Linked DNA regions of Sus scrofa: regions 2 and 3 are each linked to region 1. A link is a contact called in public Hi-C and HiChIP or PLAC-seq data. All regions are on one chromosome and are shown on one strand. The core of a region is the stretch at or near the end of the contact, and the rest is flanking DNA. Distances in the headings are between cores, read along the strand shown.

Evidence for each region. A called contact is a pair of places that touch in the nucleus more often than the background predicts. HiChIP or PLAC-seq counts read pairs in DNA pulled down with a chosen protein or histone mark.
Region 2: an H3K27ac HiChIP or PLAC-seq map of skeletal muscle shows a contact between it and region 1. The contact joins the promoter of FAM8A1 here to the promoter of RBM24 in region 1. A contact is called at or near these places in 1 of 47 Hi-C or Micro-C datasets (embryonic fibroblasts) and 1 of 2 datasets of contacts at active chromatin or transcription factors (skeletal muscle).
Region 3: a contact with region 1 is called in a Hi-C map of skeletal muscle, with 2.7 times the contacts expected there. The contact joins the enhancer-like site here to the promoter of RBM24 in region 1. A contact is called at or near these places in 5 of 47 Hi-C or Micro-C datasets (embryonic fibroblasts, heart right ventricle, psoas muscle and 1 more) and 1 of 2 datasets of contacts at active chromatin or transcription factors (skeletal muscle).

Annotation. Positions count from the first base shown.
Region 1 is chr7:13,125,255-13,127,772 of Sscrofa11.1, forward strand. RBM24 (RNA-binding protein 24) reads left to right here and starts at 1,264. Exons shown (of 4, transcript XM_001925447.6): 1 at 1,264-2,239. The coding sequence starts at 2,072. It overlaps LOC110261788 (a long non-coding RNA gene), which reads right to left and starts at 1,294. Exons shown (of 3, transcript XR_002346330.1): 1 at 1-1,294.
Region 2 is chr7:13,376,867-13,379,384 of Sscrofa11.1, forward strand. FAM8A1 (protein FAM8A1) reads left to right here and starts at 1,263. Exons shown (of 4, transcript XM_021100215.1): 1 at 1,263-2,113. The coding sequence starts at 1,396.
Region 3 is chr7:13,272,931-13,275,448 of Sscrofa11.1, forward strand. All of the region lies in intron 4 of CAP2 (adenylyl cyclase-associated protein 2), which reads left to right. Among named protein-coding and RNA genes, the nearest start is that of CAP2, 63 kb to the left of the region's middle. Within about 2 kb of position 1,256, at least 8 of the 83 cell types and tissues checked have an H3K27ac peak or open chromatin away from gene starts, as enhancers often do. A contact at or near this core is called in skeletal muscle, where this site is marked.

The sequences.
Region 1 (2,518 bases), core at 14-2,513:
GGGGTTCACACTTAAAGAAATGGATGACCTCAAAAGGCCAGCCTCATGTAAAGTCAGCAAGATGAAAAACAGAATCCAACATATTGCACAAGAATATTTGCATTCCCATTAGCTTTTGCAAATGCAATATATCACATCCTCTTGGGCTGACTGCAAATGTGCCCTGGAGAGAGGAACAAAAGTATGTGCCTCTCTAATAGGTTAACACTGAACTGCTTTAAACTGAATAAATGTTGCTGCCCAGGGGCAGTTACTGTGTGGACTTCAGTGGACACTTCTGGTGGAAATGACTTAAAAGCAAACTGAGTGCCAACAGTGGAGGGTGAAACATTCTGCTCCCATTAAACATCTTCAGCCAAACCTCAAATATGACCATGAGTTTACAGACTAATGGAATGAACTCTTGATTTAAAAAAAAAAAAAAAAAAAAAAAAAAAACTGATCCGAAAAAATAAATATACATGGTCTTTATTTTCTACAAATGCTTAAAGGTTTGCTGGTAGAAACCAGGGCTTATGTAACAAGTCTATTTCAAAAATTACACTTTTACAACTACATCTTGATAAAAACAGTTGGGGTCAAGTCACTAATCATTCCTGTAATTTAAATAGTAGGAAATAGGTTAATTCTTTGCTTAGGGGGGAAAAGGTGAATTTATGATGTGAAATCTGCATCAATCTTTCCGAATAGTTAGGGAGGACACAAATTTGGTGACTGTGAGATGAAGTGCTAATTTATGGTCCTTTGAAATAGAAGGCTGTGCCTGATAGACAGGTGTCTACGGTAACTTAGCCTGGCTGAGCCCTGAGCAAAGAAAGCTGATGGTTCTCCCCAGTACACCCGAGGACCAGACCATTTTCTCCCTCCTGGCTGTGCCTCTCTGGTTTTGTCCTCACCACCAGCTCATTGGGGTCAAGGAAGGTTGGGGGCCCCCCTTTTCACTCTCCAGACGCGAGGGTATCCAACTCCGGTGTCCTTGGCGGAGCTCGTGGGCGCCTCGCGCCCGGAGGGAATTGGCCTCCCAGCGAACCGCTCCAGGCCTCGGGGCCCCCAGCTCTTCAGTCCAGGTCGTCAGCCGTGTCACCGAGGCCGAGCGCAAAGAGCTCGCGTGGCCGTTTTGGAAAGAGACGTGGCTCCCTATTCGGGCGTAGTCCCCGTGTCCCAGGTCCCGGCTGGGGCCGCGCTGAGTCCCTAGGACTTTGTCCGGTTAGGGCCGGCGACGCCGAGAGCCAGGCCGCCTCCAGCCATCCCCAGCCCTACCCCAGCGCCGGCTGCAGAGCCGGAGTCTGGCCGCCCAGCGCCACGCCGCGCGGCTAGAGAAGCAGCTGTTCCCAACAGCTGGGGGGCGGCGGCGCCGGGCGCCCCAGGTGCGGCCGCGGCCAATCGCAGGAGTCCGGCCCGCCCCCTCCCCAGCCGGGCGCCGACCCCCGGCCCGCGGGGGAAGGGAGCAGAGAGGTGGAGAGCTGTCCTCGCCACTTGTCTTCCAGCTTCCGCGGCGGGAGGGACAGAACCCGAGCCGAAGCCGCGCGGAGTCCCCTACCCCCGGCTCCGCCGCCGCCGCCGCCGCCGCGCCCCCAGCTCAACCACCTCCGTGCCAGGACGCTCTCCCAGCCGACCCTACCCACGCCCCGCGCGAGACACCTACCTAATTTCTAGGAAAGAAAAATCTACCTCTAAACGCACCCCAGTTCTCGGCTTGAGGACCACCCTCCCTTTTCATTTTTGGCCTCCCCGCCGGGTGAGTGAAAACCGTTTGCACATCCTAAGGAACCGCAGCCTAACCCAGACGATCGGGAGAATTTGTACTGTGACCGGCAGGGGGGGCGGGAGGAGAGAGCGAAGTCAAGTCTCCCGGGCTGCTGGCGACCTCGGCAGCTGCGCGCCCCGCGCCCTCGGCCGCCCCCGGCCGCTCGTCCCCGCCGCGCCGCCGTCCTCGCCCCCGGGCTCGCCCTTGGTCCCCGGAGGCCGCGAAAGGGTGCGGGAGACGCGGAGCCGGAGGAGGAGGCGCAGCCGCTGCCCAAGCCGCAGCCGCAGCCGCAGCCGGAGCCCGAGCCGCGGGGCCGGCGCGAAGATGCACACGACCCAGAAGGACACGACGTACACCAAGATCTTCGTCGGGGGGCTGCCCTACCACACCACCGACGCCAGCCTGCGCAAGTACTTCGAGGTCTTCGGCGAGATCGAGGAGGCGGTGGTCATCACCGACCGGCAGACCGGCAAGTCCCGGGGCTATGGATTTGTAAGTTGCGCGGATGCGGGGCCGGGGGGTGGGGGTGGGGGAGTGGAGAGGGCGACAAAAAGCCTGGCGGGGAAATCGAGGACCGCGGAGGCGGGAAAGGGCAGAGTGGCGCTTGGCCCGAGGGGGTCGGAGTTTGGAGTGGGGGGCTCGGAGTGACTGTGCGAGGATCCCCGCGGGCGCGCGCGCTGTTGCCCCTTCGCTCCCGGCTGAACTGAAAGTTTGCGCGCGGCGGAGCTGGGGGAGGGAGGGCCGGCGCCTGCCTTCGGGGGCTCGGAGGGG
Region 2 (2,518 bases), core at 13-2,512, 250 kb after region 1:
GGCTTTCTCATGTTTTGGATTCATATTGCACTGGTATTATCTTAAGTAGGTCTTCAAGTGTTTCATGAAAATGTCCCTTTAAACCAAACCCCTATATTAGCTTCCTAAGGGCTAAGGTTAAGCTTTTTTGTTTACTTCACCCACGGCATAGGGAAGTTCCAGGGCCAGGGACTGAATCCAAGCCACAGCTACGGCATCACGGGATCCTTAACCCACTGTGCCAGGCAGGGGACTGAATCTGCACTTCCCCAGTGATTCAAGCCACTGCATTCGGAATCCTTAACTCCTAAGACTTTTACTTTTATCTCCTAGAGCAAAGTCAATAATGATTCTGGGAATCCCTCTTAACAAATAGACCTACAGTATAGACCCACAGTACTAAGCCCCTGTAGATCTTTTGTATGGAACTGGGGATACAAAGACATATTTCTATCACTTAACCAACTTAAGGACATAGGAAAGTATATTAAAATATAAATACATAAGGTACCATATATAATTCAGAAGAAGAGGAAACCATGCCTGATCTGTGGTAGTGGGAGCAGATTCCAAAGCCCTGAGATATGGATAGGGCCCTGCCTTAACAGAAAATAAAGGAAAAGGCAGGTGCCAGAGGGCGAGACCGTGGGTCTGAGGAAAGGCACGGTTTTGCTGGCGTATCAGGCTTGTGTGTGCAGCACTGGAAAGTAGGATTTTAGGAACAGAAGTTAGCTCCAGAATCAAGACAGAGTCTAGCTCTTAAAGTAGCATAATCTCTTTCTTATTACAATGAAGATCGCTGCAGCTGAGTCGTACTATCCTGATACGTCTGTTTAGTTTGGTTATTAGTTTCTAATTCTCTTAGAGGATTGTCTCGTATCACCTTGCTGAGTACAAATGGGTGAGAACTACCTAATGGAATGAATGCAGACAGAAATACGCAACAAGCCCCGTGTCTAGTGATCAAGACAATCGCGTCTCCGTAATAGAAAGGGGGGCACACACCCTTGGGACTTCTCATAAATCCCCCTTTCTCCATCAGCTGTTTCTCCCGGGACAGCCCCAGTCCTCAGCCGGTGGGAATATCAAGAGAAGCCTCCGGCCTTAATTAAAAACGCAAGAGGTGTACGGGGCGTGGGTGTTGGCGGTGACAGTCTGGACCTACAACTAGTAAGCGCAGGACGCCCAATTCCAGTGTCAGCCTCCGAAGCCAGCTCGGGAACACGAAGGCCCACTTCCCTGCCCCGCCTCCTTGCCCCGCCCCGCGCCGGCGACGCGGAAGGGGGGGTTTCCGCTTCCGGTGGTGGATTGTTGACGCTCGCGGCTGCTGCGGTGGCTACGGGGCCGTTGGGGAGGGGCAAGCGGGGCAGGAGACGGCGCAGTGACAGGACCGCTGAGGGTGCTGCTGAGGCGACGATGGCAGAGGGGCCGGAGGAAGCTCGAGGCCGCCCTCCTGGGCAGGACGACGGCGGAGGGGACCACGAGCCCGTCCCTGCCCTGAGAGGCCTTCCTGCTGCCGCCGCCCCACGCCCCCGAGACGGGCCGCAGGCCGAACCCCAGGCCCCGGGCCGGCCCCCAGCCTCGGGCCTCGCGGCCGCCGCCAAGACCTCGGAGCCGGCGCGCGAGCCCGGGAATCGCGGGGAGGCGGGCTCGGGCTCCGGCTCGGGAATGCAGGCGCCGGCAGGCTGCGAGGCACCCGAGGCCGGGGCGCCGCGGGAGAGGCCGGCGCGGCTGAGCGCCCGCGAGTACTCCCGGCAGGTGCACGAGTGGCTGTGGCAGTCTTATTGCGGCTACCTCACCTGGCACAGCGGCCTGGCCGCCTTCCCCGCCTACTGCAGCCCCCAGCCGCCCGCGCCGAACTACAGCTCGGGCGCCGCCGCCGCTGCCGCCGCCGCCCCTCAGACCGCCGCGCCGCCGCCCCTCCAGCTGGGCTACTACAACCCCTTCTACTTCCTGAGCGCCGCGGCGGCCCGGCCTGAGCCGGGGGCAGCCGCCGGCGTTGCCACTCCCGCCCCGGTCGGTGGCCCGGGAGGCCGCGCCCCTCACGTGCAGCCTTCGGCCCGGGCAGCCCCAGTGGCCAGGGTAGCATCCGCCGCCGCTTCGCGAGCCCCGAGCGAGACTGGGCGGCAGGCAGGTGAGAAGGCTCTTCAGGGAAGGACCTGGGGGTAGAGCCGGCGCGGTTGTTTCTCGTCCGTCAGCTGGGGTTGGCCCAGGCCTTCTGTTCCCCAAGTGTACAGCCAGGTTCTAGTTTGCTTTTTCTTTAGACCTGGCGGTCTCAGTTGACTCCTGGGACTAATCGTTCACACGTGTAAAGACCATTCTCTTACTTTGATCTCCATGCTCTGGAGTGAGGTCCAAAGCTTAGTTCTCGGATGGCAAAGTTCACCATGGAGGGAGGAGGAGTTTTGACTGGTAATGCTGGAAATAACCCAGACATGGCTTTATTATATATATTACCCAGCATATGATAACATAGGTGAAATATATATAATTAATAGCGCTTGTGTGTATTAGGGACAACGGAACTGATGGATAATAA
Region 3 (2,518 bases), core at 6-2,505, 150 kb after region 1:
AATCCCAACAGGAAAGCTAATCACGAGTTTATCAGGATGCAGAGAGGAGGATAATCAAAAAGGAGGGTAATTCTGTCATTCTTCTGCCCAGACTGTTTGCTTTAGCAACATAAAGCTGTGAATGAGCCTGTGAGCTGTGACCGTGGGTTAGTAGCTTTATAGGTATTTAGAAACCCAGGCCTATGGAGGCAGAAGGGATTTGCTAAGATCCTGTCCTGTTGGACATCACTCATGGTGACTTTTTTTTTTTTAATCTGATAAAGCACATTAGCTCATTTCTCTTTGTGTAAGACATGAATTAGATAATGAGTGGCTGCCCAAAGGAAGTGAGGTAGTTATCACACACAAGGGATTTAGGGGATTATCTGAGAGGGTAAAGATTAATAAAGAAGGATGATATCCTTTGTTTTATCAACAATTTCATACTAAGTTTGTTACAGTTCCAGACTGCCTTGATGGCAAATTCTACATAAAGGTAAGCACCACAGATATGAGGAAATGTTTCCTACTCTGTTTAGTTCAGTGTTGGGAATCACATTGTATTTTTAATAAAATAATTTTCAGCTATTTCTCATTCTACACTGCGAAGATTAATATTTGCTTGCTAGACCCCATAGATCTGATGTTCAAAAATTGGGAGAGTTACAAGTTTTTCTCTTATGGGCCTGATTCAAAAATTAATTTCAAAAGAGGTCATTGAGTCATTCAACAAATCTTTTTCAAAGCCAAACGTATTTCGACCTTCGGATTTGCTTCTTGTTCATCATTTCAGCAGCCTTCGCTTGAGTCCTCTTTGCAAGGCATAGCTTCTGTCATCTGTACAAAGCTGTATATGCGAAAATAGCAGACGGGGAGAAGGTAATTCCAGCTGGCATTCCAGTCTGGATCCGCTGTCATAAATTTCTTAGCAGAGGGCATGGTCTGTTACTTTTTATGGTCATGTTCTATATTTGTATGTGCTGCAGGACAGATCACATGACAAAACCATCATTTGATATTAGTGTTTATGTGCAGCAACTAGTGAGAGCTAGATTTAAGCTTCGCCTTGCAGTACTTTAATCTGTACACTTAGCTCTTAATTGAAAATGCAGACACTTCCCTACGTACTAAAATGACAAGTAATCCAGAAGAAATGTTAGGTAATTGTTTTTAGGAGAAGACAAACTGCCGTATATCCTAACTGAAATGCACTATGCCTCCCAGAGATTTTAAAACATAAATTTTGAACGTGGACAAGTCCACATTGCCAGAATAATAAAGACCCAGATCCAGCACTTCACATCTTCCAGCCGCCCTCTGAAACTGAACAAGAGAGCACCTTGCTGATGGCAGTTCCTTTTAATGAAGATACATTTCCCAAATGAATCAAGAGAAGAAAACACACACAAACTTTGTTCCCTCTGTAGAGCCCATTGCTTTCCTCGGTGCAGCTGAAAATTTAGGTTTCTAGCAGCAGACACTTAGAGAAGGTACTTCTTTGATGATCACTTCTTTTCATAAACTAAACAGGGAGAAAGAATGTTCTTGTCAGATTTTGGTAGATTAACTGCTGTGAGGATTAGTGTTTCTATATCTGGAATGGCTTATTAGATAAATTTGCCGGTTAGGTAGTTATTTCAGATCTTTGTTCAACCCTGTTCACCTTACATACTCCAGCCCTCTTTCATTTCCTCAACTCGATTAATTTCCTGGGGCTTTTTTTTTTTTTTTTTAACCAAACATTTATTGGAGCCCTCCTATATAGCAGTCCCTGCACTTGGCATTCCTGCATCTATCATCTCATTTGTATGAGGACATGCTTTGGAAGAATAGGGTCTGTCTGGGTGATGTTATTTGTCATGATTCATGTATTTCTGTACTTTGCCTTCATCTCCGCCTTGCTGCCCTCGGGCTATCACCACGACCACCATTCAGATGTTCCCACCCACCCTCTGTTAAGGAGCATATTAAGGCTGCCTTCTGGTGGTCTCTTTATAGCTTTGAACTTCTTAGCACCTTTACAGTAGTTTCTGTTGAAACAGGAGTGACTTATTTATGTGTTATTTTAGAAACATTCCACCATTATTTTCTGTGCCTATTTTCCATCCCTCAACAAGATTCTAAGAGCTTCAAGGATCTTTCTAGTCAATGTGTCTTTGCTTTCATGACACATTGTGGTCTTAACGATATATTATCTGATGTCAAGTTTGATAAGAAGATGGAGTTCCCAGCATGGATCAGCGGTTAATGAACCCAACTAGCATCCATGAGGATGTGGGTTCAATCCCCGACCTCACTCCATGGGTTAAAGATCCAGCGTCGCCGTGAGCTGTGGTGTAAGTCGCAGATGCAGCTTATAACCCATGTTGCTGTGGCTCTGGCGTAGGCTGGCAGCTGTAGCTCCAATTCGAGCCCTAGCCTGGGAGCCTCCATATACCATGGGTACAGCTCTAAAAGACAAAAAGTTTGATAAGAAGATGGGCTCCGACTCCTGACACTTTTGGTGGATTTGAGGCATAAAATCTGGGTTAATGAACTC